2 separate regions of the Mus musculus genome follow, and region 1 is linked to region 2. Evidence: chromatin contacts called from public HiChIP or PLAC-seq data. All regions are on one chromosome and are shown on one strand. Each heading gives the region's core, a stretch centred on a gene start, on an enhancer-like site or on the middle of the called end of the contact. The rest is flanking DNA. Distances are from core to core; before and after follow the strand shown. Region 1 overlaps Piwil2 (piwi-like RNA-mediated gene silencing 2). Region 2 holds the start of Sorbs3 (sorbin and SH3 domain containing 3).

What was found. HiChIP or PLAC-seq counts read pairs in DNA pulled down with a chosen protein or histone mark.
Region 1: an H3K4me3 HiChIP or PLAC-seq map of bone marrow-derived macrophages shows a contact between it and region 2, with 5 times the contacts expected there. The contact joins the enhancer-like site here to the promoter of Sorbs3 in region 2. A contact is called at or near these places in 24 of 39 promoter capture datasets (the 3T3-L1 cell line, 3T3-L1-derived adipocytes, the C10 cell line and 16 more), 21 of 484 Hi-C or Micro-C datasets (B cells, CD4 T cells, the CH12 cell line and 17 more), 11 of 115 datasets of contacts at active chromatin or transcription factors (the HPC-7 cell line, acute myeloid leukemia, bone marrow-derived macrophages and 8 more) and 6 of 9 other capture datasets (adipose tissue, bone marrow-derived macrophages, embryonic stem cells and 3 more).

Annotation. Positions count from the first base shown.
Region 1 is chr14:70,391,106-70,396,860 of GRCm38.p6, forward strand. Piwil2 (piwi-like RNA-mediated gene silencing 2) reads right to left here. Exons shown (of 23, transcript NM_021308.2): 15 at 4,223-4,336; 16 at 2,906-3,094; 17 at 1,374-1,475; 18 at 259-375. Among named protein-coding and RNA genes, the nearest start is that of Gm24890, 35 kb to the right of the region's middle. Within about 2 kb of position 4,091, at least 82 of the 459 cell types and tissues checked have an H3K27ac peak or open chromatin away from gene starts, as enhancers often do. A contact at or near this core is called in the CH12 cell line, Th1 cells, acute myeloid leukemia and 7 more, where this site is marked.
Region 2 is chr14:70,203,081-70,209,457 of GRCm38.p6, forward strand. It overlaps Sorbs3 (sorbin and SH3 domain containing 3), which reads right to left and starts at 4,591. Exons shown (of 21, transcript NM_011366.3): 1 at 4,444-4,591; 2 at 192-336. The coding sequence starts at 4,547. Gm26908 (a long non-coding RNA gene) reads left to right here and starts at 339. Exons shown (of 5, transcript XR_874791.3): 1 at 339-422; 2 at 2,284-3,774; 3 at 4,508-4,932; 4 at 5,699-5,842.

The DNA of each region.
Region 1 (5,755 bases), core at 2,841-5,340, 190 kb after region 2:
CCACCATGTGGTTGCTGGGATTTGAACTCAGGGCCTTCGGAAGAGCAGTCGGTGCTCTTAACCACTGAGCCATCTCTCCAGCCCTTGACCTTACTTTTTTCACCATCTCAAATGTAAAGTGCATGCTTAGCTCATGGTCTGTCTAGCAGCATGCAGCATGTAGCATGCAACAGCATGCAACTCTGAGAGCAACACAGTGACAGCAGAGCAGGCTGGGAAGAGCCTGGCACTGAACAGACACATCTCTCTATCACTCACCAGCGGAATATCCACTCCCCAGAGCTCACCACCCAGTTTACAGTTCATCTGAAGTAAAATTTTCTGAGCCACGCTCCGAAGCCTGGTGGGCTGACCAATGGTTCGGACATTGATGACCTGTCGTGACAGGACCAGAACATCATCACCCTTTTAGGAAATGTTAATACTTCTAAAGTATCAACATCTCTTGGCTCCATGCCTTTCCTCTGTCCCTTCCAACAAGGAAACCAAAATCAGAGGATGCTCAACTCCTTCCCACTCAGTGGCGCAGTATCTGTGGACAGCTGCCCATACCGTCCTGTAATACCCAGATCCCCATTATTTGTAGGACGGAATGTAATCACTATGTATGTAAACAGTTGCTATCCTGCATTGTTTAGGGAATAAGCACAAGCATTTCCCTTCTGAGTTTGATGAGCTCAGTAGAGGTATAATTTTCTTTCAGAAGGGTTTTAAACTATGTTTGGTGAATCAGCTGATGAAGAATCCACAGATAGGCCAGCCATGGTGGCAGACTTGTAACGCCAGGACTTTTGTATGTGGAGGAGGTGGGTAAAGGCAGGAGGAATAGGAATTTAAGGTCATCTTTGTGTACATAGTGAGTTTGAGGCTAGCACTAATAGTGAGGACTGAGTGTACTATATTAAGAAGCTTGAAATTAGCATGTCTTTTATTAATAATTCTAGCATCATCAGGCATATATGCACATAATAGGCACATGAACATACAATATAGCATGTCTGTTATTAATAATTCTAACTCTAGCATCACTAGGTATATATGCACATAATAGGTACATGTACATACAAGAACTTTCAAAATTATATTATTCAAACTGACATTTTTAAAGTTCCCTATGAAAAATATTTTCCCTTCTCAGAGTAAAGCCTCCAAGTCCAGCCTCAGTCACGAGGAAGCAGCAGGGATTGGGAGGAGCAGAAGAACAAGAGCTACCTGCTGCGGCTGGCTCCTTTTAATCAGAACCTTCGGTGTAAAGCTCCACCAACGCCAGCCTAAAATGGCTATTTCAGCTTCCAGAGCTTCAGAGACACTGAGCTGGAGACTCACTGAGACTCTACCTGGGGCTCAAGGCCATGGGCTCCATTTCCACGCACCTGTGAGGGCACTGGGGACTGCACGCAGCACAGCTTCTTGATGGCTCCATAGAGATCATCACGTGTGCCCATGATGATGCAAACGACCATTTGTATCTTCCCCTAGAGGAGACAAGAATATACTTCCAGGATCTGATCACTCTGGGGACTTTCTTAGGACACAGATAAGGTAGACAGGAACTGAAAGACAAATGGTGGACATTCCAACCAGAATCATTCTTTGAATCTGAACTATTATTTGGCTTGGGGCTGCTGTTCACAAACAAGTGATACATTACTCACACCTAGAGCTGACATGACTACTAATGTTTGTTTACAAGGAGTCTCAAGATTCTAGAAAAGGGCCAGACTTAGAAGTATGCAAGGGTCCTATGGCTGCCTCTCTAACTTCCCCCAGTGGCTTTCCTGTGCTCTTCAGTGAAGTAAGCAATGTGTCAGACCACAGAACGTCAGCTGAAGAAGTGTGTCTACATGGAAGTGTGCAGAGTCAAACAGAGAAGGAACAGGGCCAGGTCCACAGTAGCTATTCCTCACTTTCTGTTTAGGGAGAACAGACACTGCCAGCAACATCTTTATCTCCCAGGCGTCTCTATCTCCCAATACTCTTAGCCAATGTCAAAAGAGGACCTTCCAAGAGGGGGATGTCAAACAGAGAATACCACAATGCTAAGAGACTCCAACTCCAGGACTGATCTTCTCCCAGGACAATTCCATTCACCAGACTCTTGGGCTCAAAGCTAATTTATTTCCAAAGACTTTTCTTCTGCCTCCATCCCCTCTTTGACTTCCTCCTCTGTTACAAGGGCTGGAGAGATAGATGCTCAGTGGTTAGGAGCACATGCTGTTCTTGCCACTCTTGCAGAGGACCTGGGTACAAGTCCTAAAGCCCACACAGGAGCTCACAGAAGTCTGTAACTCCTGTACCAGGTATTCTGAACCCTGCTTTGGCATCCTCAGGTGCCAAGCACACACACTGGACTGACATGCATGCAGGCAAGACACTCACACACATTACTTGTAAATGTAAACTTTTTTTGTAAGTTTTGTAAATATTTTTATTTACAAAGAAGTAAGAAGGCAAAGTCTGGAAGCTCAAATGGGAGTACTCACATCCAGTGTTCTGATCAGTTATCAGGATTAGCTAATGTGTCTATGGCCAAGTTCATCACCGTGGCAATGTATATCGTGGGCCAGACCATTCTACTACAACTCAGAACTGCATCCAGAAAGACAGCACTTGGCTCAAGTAGTTGGTTCCTGAGCACAACATGTTCTACAGATAATTAACTAAGTAAGCTGTTCTTTCAGCCAATTTCATAAGGAAAAGGCTAAAGAGCACACACGGATAAACCAATACAGAATGAGAAATGCAAATAGCCAAAGGGCGTGAAGAATACAGTTTCATGGGAAGATGAGAAGGACGCGGGCTCCTGGGCATCATTAATAGACTGATAATCCAGATAATTTGAGATTGAGCATCGAAGTACTTTCAGAGATCTTGTAAGTTCACTCCAATTAAGTTACTTTATTACCTCAACTCCCAGTAAGGACTGAATGGTCCTGATATAGGTCTCTATTCGGTCATCCTTCAGCTCAACCCAGGCTGGGGGGCTTATGCGCATGCCAATGGGCCCGGCAATCTTTTCCAACATGTTAACCAGTTCTCTGGCTTGGTCCATTGCTCTCTTTGGATAAAAGAGTGCCCAGAAATGCATGGGAATCTAGGAACAAGAACATGGTATATTTAGACTTGGGAGATTTTACTATAAAGGAGAAATAACTTTTATACTTCTTCTGCTTGAGTCCTTCTGTCTTATATAATTTCTATAATTCTCATAGACTTATAAATACTGACAGTCTTATAATGGAATTCAACATTGAAAACTCATCTACAACACACCCAATAATATGAAGGAAATTCATGAACACAAGGTTAAAGAAAGAAGTCAGACATAAAAGACTATTCACTCTAATTTTGACACACACACACACACACACACACATATACATATACACATAAACATACTTGCTCATACACACACAGTACAAAAACAGTCAAAAAGAATCTATGCTTGTCAGAACAGTTGTTCCCAGAGAATGGGGGTGGCAATAATCAGGAAAAATGGTGAGGGGTTGAGCGCATCTATACATTTCTGCTTTTTAACCCTTGGTGTTGGTTATATAGGTCTATTTAGTTTGTAAAAATCAAGTATGTTTTTTTGTTTATGCTGTATTTCAATAAATCTTTAAGAGTTGATGTTTTTTACATATGGCCACAACAACCAACATTCAGAATGTTGTTGAAATAATCAGAAATAACTGTCTACTATTTTATACTTTGATGCAAATAACTAACACCTAGTTGTTTTAGAGGAGCACTGTTTTGACTGTCTTCTATGGGTAAAAATAACCCTGGGAATTCCCAAGGGCAAAGAGGAAGAGAGACCAGGCAGCGGTGGCGCACGCCTTTGATCCCAGCACTTGGGAGGCAGAGGCAGGTGGATTTTTGAGTTCCAGGCCAGCCTGGTTTACAGAGTGAGTTCCAGGACAGCCAGGGCTACACAGAGAAACCCTGTCTCGAAAACCCAAAAAAAAAAAAAAAAAAAAAAAAAAAAGAGGAAGAGGGAAGAAAAAAATAGGCTGATGCAGAGGGATCACCATGGTAGCATAGTTCTTTCCCTTCAGCCTGTGGTCAAAAGGCTTCCCTCTAGCACTGCTCTGCTACAAGGCCTGGCTGAGCAAGTCACTCAGGGTGGAGTCTGGATGACTCTTCCTCTCAGAGGAGACACCAGATCACCCATTTCCACACTCTGGAACACTCATTCTCGAGCACTTCAGAGTTCACTCACAGTTAGAATGGAAGCATCTCTGGTCACTTCCTTAACCCAGTTCAGGTCCTCCGATGTGACAAATGAAGTGTTCCTTAAGTTGATCCTCTCCATTGGCAGAAGCCGACCTTCAATCTACACAGGAAATAAAGTGCTGCTGACGTGGGGCCTGCTACAGTCATCAAGGAAACAATGGTCCCGCTGACTCCAACTTCTCAGCCACACACTGCACCTATTACATCCCCACACCTTTTTCTTTCTCTCTTTTATTTCCTTTTCTCTGTTTTTCTTTTCTTGCTGGCCTCTGATTTGCTGCTTGGTGAATGGAGGGTCAATGCAAAAACAGCCATCACACCGCCACACCACATGGTCTCTGCACTGTGGCTCAAGACTGACCAAAACGTAGTTGTCAGATTTGCCAGCAAGTGTATTTATCTGCTAGCATCACTGGCATCATTTTCTAATATTAAAAAAAAATCTGTGTATGTTAATATGTATGCAAGTATGTTTGTGTATACATGCTGCATATGTATGTGCTTGTGTGTATGTGTGTGTAGGTCAGTGGTTCATATCAGATGGTTTCTCTATAGCTGTCCACCTTATTCTTGAGGCAGGTTATCTTGCTGGCTGGTGGTCAGTGAGCAGTGGGAATCTGCCTGTCTATACACACCACCAGGCAGGATTCAGAATTAAATTCAGGTTTCTTGTACTTCAGGACATGATGGTCTAAGGTTTTGCCCCCAGGACCCATGTATAGAAGGAGAGCCCACTCCTGTGCATTGTCCTTCCACCCCCACACACTCACAATAAATAGAATATAATACACTGTTTTCAAGACAGGGTTTCTCTGTGTAGCCCTGGCTGTCCTGGAACTTAACTCTGGAGACCAGGCCTCAAACTCAGAAATCCTCCATTCAATCTTCTGGAATCCATAGCCACTATGGCTCAAGATCTTCAAACCAAGATCCAGATAAGGATCTCCAAGCCTCCAGATAAGGGTCACTGGTGAGCCTTCCAATTCCGGATTGTAGTTCATTCCAAATATTGTCAAGTTGACAACCAGGAATAGCCACTACAATCCACCCCTTGTCAACTTGACACAAATAATATCTCATGTTCACATGAAACAATAACAAGGTTGTAAATACGCCTAACATGATATAACTATCCCTCGTACAATCGCAAACGCATTAGTAAATTTACAATGGGCATTCATATTACTTTATAATCCTCGTTTCTGCAACTGGTTACGTGGCCTTAATTGGTATTTATAACTACCTTCCTCTACTACCCATTCTGTATTTCCTTCACCTTCAGCCAGCACCTCAGCAGGTCTTGGCTCTTTTCCTGGAGGATTGACCCATACCTTCATTCTCTGCCTCCTGAGTGCTACAACCGAAGGAGTTTGTCACCACTGCCTAGCACAAATTTTTTTTAAAACAATAAAAAAGGAAAGACCCAGAACTCTAAGAAAAATATAGGTTAGGCTCAATCTCTAGCACCACAGAAAAATAGGCTAAAAAAATTAAAACAGGGCTGGCAAAAATAAATGCT
Region 2 (6,377 bases), core at 3,341-5,840:
GGCCCAGAGGCTCCACAGGAGTTCCACTGGGAAGGAATGGCCTCCTGGGGAAGTTTCGGAGGCTCTTAGGAGCTTCCTTCAGACTGTCTTCCCTCCTTATATTGTCGATCCACGGCTCCCCCCACCTGGCCTGCTAGTGTCCCATCAACTGCTGGCCCATCAGTGTCCTTTTTTCCTCGCTGTTCACTCACCCTTGTCCCCCGGGAGGATGAGCCTATATGGGTTCGGAGGTGACCAGGGATGAAATCATCCAGGCTGAGCCCAGCAGGGAGGCCTTGCATGCTTGGGTCAAGGTTGGAGGACGCAGGATGTGCCAGCTGCTCCTTCGTGTGTACTCTGCAGAGAAGGAGGAAGGAAGGGAAAGCCCTGCTCGGCTGGACTGCCTGGGACCTCTTGACTCAACCCACTGGTGGGGGAGGAAGGTAGGTTTGTGGGAGGGAATTATGGCCAGCTGGGTGGGAGCTCAAGGACCCAGGAAACAGGCAGCTCTGGGCACCCGCCTGCAGGCTGCCAGTGCCGACTCCCAGAGGCACAATGGATTGCTTGTTAGGCCTGGGGCACGAGCTCTGGGTGGGAGTGGGGGAGGGGAAGCCAGGCAAGGAGGAAGATAGAGAGGCTGGCCAGGAGCAGGCCTGCAGCCTGCTGACCACCCTTCTGGGGCTCTCCGTGCCAGGATAGCCAGCTCCCCTCGAGGGAAGGCACAGGGGAACTAGGGCAGCTAACACAGAGGACCTGAGCACAGAGGACTTTGTCTCCATTCTTCTGTCATGCTTCTGCCCTGGGTAGCATCTGCGTGCACACAGGCACAAAGGCAGTCAACATCAAGGCCACCGACCTGCTGACCACTGCGAAGCAGCCAGCAGCAGTGCCCTCATCCCTACCACCAGGGCCAGGGAGAGCATGGGAGAGCATTGGCAGGCAGGCAGGGAGCCACTTCTGAGATCTAGGGAATGTGGGGCTGCCCGCTGGCCTCCTGTGCACATCAGGGCTCCAGAACACTCAGAGCCAGCGCTGGGGGAAATGGAAGGGAAAGCAGCAGATGGCAGCACCAGAGGACCTGCTTCTGCCCTGGGGGTGGTGCTGAGGTTTTTCTCCTGCACACCGACCAATGCTCCTGTACCCACAAGCTTGGCTTTGAAGGGAGGCTCCTTCCTGACTCAGAGCATCTGCCTGACAAGCCAGTCGGTTCTGCCTCACCCGGGGGTCAGCAGAAGGGAGCTCGGGGCACCTGGGAGATGGGTGAGCAAAAGGGCACACCCATAGATGAGTGCAAGAGGACAGAGCACTCATGGTTCAGGGGCACAAAGGGATTTTAGGGTCTAGAGAGCTGGGGTATAGGATCTTCAGCTCTTCATCTTTATGGCTGAATGGGGCACTAGGGGGATAGACTTACATCACCTTTTGGACTGGGCCAAATCAGGCTTGTATGTGCCTGTGGGGTTTGTGGGGGTTCCAAGAAAGGACACCAGATATCCCAGGTGGTGTCCTGTGTGTGGTAGGATATGTTCAGTGCTGTGAATGTGATGGGGTGGGGGAGGGCAGGGTGGATCATGTGAGGAGCTCGGGAATGTCAGGACTGTGTACAGCAAGGGGTCATATGGACAGCACAGGAGCTGTGGGAAGGGTACAGAGGAGGCCTGCAGGGCCTTATTTTCTGTGCTCACATCCTGCTCAGGCATGGACAAGGAGACGAGGAAGGCTAGGGTCAGTAAGTCTCTGGTCTGTATTTGTGGGGATTCCTTCTGACATCTGAGCAGCCTTTTGGGGACCCAGCCAATCCCTGACTTTGTGTGTGGGGAGGGGAGGCTGAGGTGCAGCCCACCAGCTGGATTCAATTAAAGCTCTTACCAAAAAGCTAACCATACAAACACACACCCGTTCCCGCCACCCGTTCCCGCAGCCCTCACCGCTGCTGCCTGCCGACTCTCGGACTTCCTCCAGGGGAAAGTGAAGCCAGGCAGACTGATGACCCAGGAAGCCTGGGCACACCGGCTGTGTGCTACCCCTCCCTGCCCGGCTGAGGGCTTGAGGCCAAACTGCCTTCGGCATCAGCAGTTGCACCCATCAGCTGACAGGCCTTCCTTCCCTAATGTCACTGTGTCCCACCCTCCCAGCAAATCCAGAAGTGTCCTCTCTAGGGAAAAAGGACCAGTTCTCCATCACCACCTTGTTTCAGGAGCTACTGACCCTAGGATACCTCCATCGGCTCCCCTCCCACTGAGCTCCTGGGAATACTCGAGGTTAGGATAGGGCCCCCCATGGTGGTCCTGGTTTTTCTCCCAGCAGGCTGCCTGGAGACATTTGGCAGAACCTAAGGAAGACAGAGGTCTCCTGGGGAATTGGTATCTGTCTAGCATAAAACGGACACCTCTGGTGAGTTCCCAGAATCCAGGCAGCCCCTGCATTCCAGCAGACCCCTAGAAGAATGAAGAACGTCCAGGTTTGGTGGACTCCTTCCCATCTGAGTGAGGCCTTGATGGTGGGGACGTCGTTCTCTGCCTTTCCAGGTCTTATCAAACTATAGCTCCCCACTAACAGGGTCAGGGGGTTTCAAATTCACCTTTTCTGGTTTGTACAACCTCAGAGACCAGGACACGGAGGGAGGGACTCTACGCCTTCGCTCCGGTCCACGCCAGGCTATGTCTTGCCTCCTTCCCGCCCCTTTGCATCGCTGAACCTACCTTCCCCCGGCGAGCAGGTGGGGGGGCTTGGGGCTGCCCAGGAGGGCAGGAGCATCCCAGCCCGCTTCTGCCTGGAGCAGCCGCGGCGAGCCCTCGGGGAAAGAGGGCAGGGAAAAGTGCGGGTGGTCACGGCCCTCGTGACTGGTCAGGACGCTGGGCCAGGCTCGGCGCCCAACAAGGAAGAGAGCGGCCGAGGGGGCGCGCTAGGAGGCAGGACCCTGAGATGAATGCGGCAGGAGGAGTTTGGGACTTGGATTTGAACTGTGAGCCGGGGCTATGCTGGAGTAAAGTGGAGATGCCTGCTACTCCCTCACTCACTCCCGCGAGTGCCCTCTGTCCGGCGACGCGCCACGGGAACACTGTGGCCCCTTGCCCAAGGGGCCGGGCTGTCCAGGAGGCGGTGCCGGGAGGGGCCACCGAGGGTCCCCCGGGAGCCCGCTGGGTTTCCCAGATGCCTTCCCCGGCCCCCACCGCAAAGCTGGAGTCAGAAAGGGGCGGGAGGGCTGGCGGGGGCCACTCAGAGTTTCCAGCGACATTTCCAGGGTGTGGGAAGCGAGCTGCTCCACAAGAGCCAGGACACAGGGCAGGAGTGATTAACCGAATGGTCCCTGAGTGCCAGAGCCCGGGTGGGGCCGGAATTAGATACGCAGCCCTCGGCCTTGGAGAGGCAGGAGACAGGCCCGGAGGCAGACAGGCTGGGACCGAGATAAGTCACGGTGGCCCAGGAACAAGGCAACACCCGCTTGGGGAGAGAGAGTTCATGCTTGTTAGACCTAAGCGCACTGACCAGGCGTTTGCAAACACTCGTGTACTGGCAAACGTGAGGATGCTCACACACACGTGCAAAGTTTGGGGGAGGGAATCGACCGGCTCCCTGGACGTGCCACAGCATTGAAGAGGATAAGGGTGGGGCCCTTTGGGCGGGGATGAGGTTAAGAGGGTCTTGGTGTTCCCATTCACCGTATTTGTTTTGATCCTGCTTTTCCGCTGTTCCTACAGTGCTGACTGCTGACGCAGATCTGAAGGACACCGCCCACTGGCTCCCCATTCTCTCTGGCCCTCCCTCCTCCCCTCCTCGTCCAGTCTTCTGCTGGTAGGTGCCAGGGCAAATGTTTACTGACAATGGAAACCCTGGAGTACTCCTAGCCTAGGATTCACTGCGAACCCAAGTCCCCAACAAATCAACCGGTAAAAAAAACGGTTTCTGGTCCACTGCTGAGTATGGTAAATGACACCTACTGCCTTTTAATTGGTGCCTGAGCCACCTGGAGTTAGTGTTTCCCAGGACATCACAGCCCCTAGCACGCTCACCTCTTATTAGCTTCACATTTTCCCAGTTGTGGGGGAAGAACTGTTTGTGGTGCCCGCAAACAAAACCCACCCCCACCTCCCGGGAAACTTAGGTCAAGGACAGCTCAAGAGATGAGCGTGCCAGAGCTCCCATGAGTGGGGAGTCTTCAGGAAGCAGTTTCATAGGCTTCCAGAGATGTAAACCTGCTAACAGGGCTCTGATTCGCATACGTGAGGTGTTTTTAACGGATGTAGGTATTACACAGTACACGGTGTTTGTGGGAGGGGCGGAGGTAGGAAAGCTGAAGGGAGAGAGATGGAGGAGTGGAGGAGCTCTGAGACCCTCTTTGAGGTCAGGCAGCTGTACACAGCCTCTCTGCCACTTGATTATCCACCCATTCCAGGGAAGCAGCCTCCCCCTCCCCCAGGGGATTAAAAGTACTACCCATGTCCCTCTTTAAAGTTTTCCCACCTGTTAGGGTCCTTGGGACTAAGAAGGGCTACATCACTTTCATTGTCTTCTTTGTTGTTCAAAGACGAAGCTGAAGATCTTCCCACTCCAAGAATCCTGGCCATCCCCCTTCACCAGCAGTGAACTTCTTAGGCTCTAAGGCTCTGACCTGGACTCCAAGATAAATATTTAATGTAGAGGGTGCCGCTGAGCTGCCGAAGGTCCCAACTTCCTGTTTCTCACAAGAGAAGGCACAGTGTGGGCAAGGGAGCTGAGGACTGGCTACCAGTCCCATCTCTATGGGGATGGGGAGTCTAGTAAACAGTCTTGGAGGATGTAGGTTGGGAGGAACGGGGAGGGTGGCAATGGAGGGCTGAACTGCTGCAGCTCTGCTTTGTCAGTCAGGCCGGGGCTGGCTCGCCACCTCTCAGGTTGGAGCTCACTGTGTTCACAAGTATTCGGATGGCTTTACAAAACACGGAGGCACGAGGCGCTAGGACCGCAGGGCAGGTAAGTCCAAGGAAACTTAAATAATCTCCTGCCCTCTTTTCTGCCCAGATTTAGGGAGAATTCTTCCTCTTTTAAGAAGATTAGGGAGAAAAATGTAGCAAGAATTCAGAGACTGGACTTAGAGAGCCAGGTGTCTGGTTTCCTGACCCCTCCCCCTAGCTGTAGCTGGCTGCTGCCTGCCTGCCTCACCCTGAGTAGCTTCCAGTGGCACATTAGAGCCAGGTAACATTGTCCCAGATAGTGCAGCCCTGGTCAGTATGCCATGCTCTGTCTCCTGCACACCCTTCTGCTCAAGAGGGACCTCCTTCCCTAGTAGTCGGCTGCCTGCACCCCTCCAGCATGGCCTTGGGTCAAGGACTGCCATGGTTGCCACAGCCACCTGAGCCCATGTAAACACAGTTACGTAACTGCTCTGTTTTTTCTAGCTATCTGATCCCAGTCACCAGGAGCCCCACCCAGCCCCAGGCAGCCAATTCTGTCCTATGCACATTCCCCCACCCCTCAGCCCCATAGTCCTCTTGTCCTCCGCCACCAACTCAAAGTACCATTAGTCAAGTGACTACCAATTAGTCTCAATCACAATTAGTGTCCAGGACAGTCTAGCATTTGGATGAGACACTGACATCTCTGCTGCAGGCCTGACCTTCCTGTTCGGTAGAAAGGCACCGGCTAGTTCCTTCCCTAGGACAAACTTCAGTACATTCTTGAGGTAGGCTTTCATGTCCTTTTTGGTTTGTGCTCTTAGAAGAGTGTTCTCTTTCTACAGATCAGAAGGGAGTAGCCAAGAACACACGGACTCTTCTAGAGTCCGTAACCAACCCAGCAGTGAGGAGCTGAAGCCAAGTCACCATAGATATACTAGCACAGATCTCGACTCTGTTTCATCCCTGGGGCCATCTCCTGATTCCAGGTCTGGCAGTACTGCCAACTAAGCTCTATCAATGGGCCCACCTATGCCAATCACTCATGAGAACAGGGGCAAGCAAGGGAGGGAAGTGAAATGACCCACTTTGGGGCTCCAAGGGCCCTCTTACACACTGGTCTATCTGGAAGTCTGAGGTTTTTTTTTGGGGGGGGGGAGGGGGTTAGTCACTGCAAAGTGAAGGAACTCTAAGGGAAGCAACAACAATAAAAAAACACAGGGCAGGTCAAGGCAGGTCAATGTCAGACCTGGAAGCAAGGACAGGTATGTAAAACCCCACAAGAACAAGAGCCTGGAGATTTCAGGCCTGCTTTGAGCAAATATTTTCATAGCACACATATCATGGGCATCTCATGTTTCCTGGCATCTAAACCCCAAAGGCAGTGAAAAGAATCAGTTCCTGCCCAGTTTATCCAGTCTGTCCTCCAGGAGGCCTGGACACTGACTGACATCACATCCACCATGCGTCCCTTTTCGTGGATAAACAAACAGATGCCATGGCCAGACAGGAATGCCTGAGAAG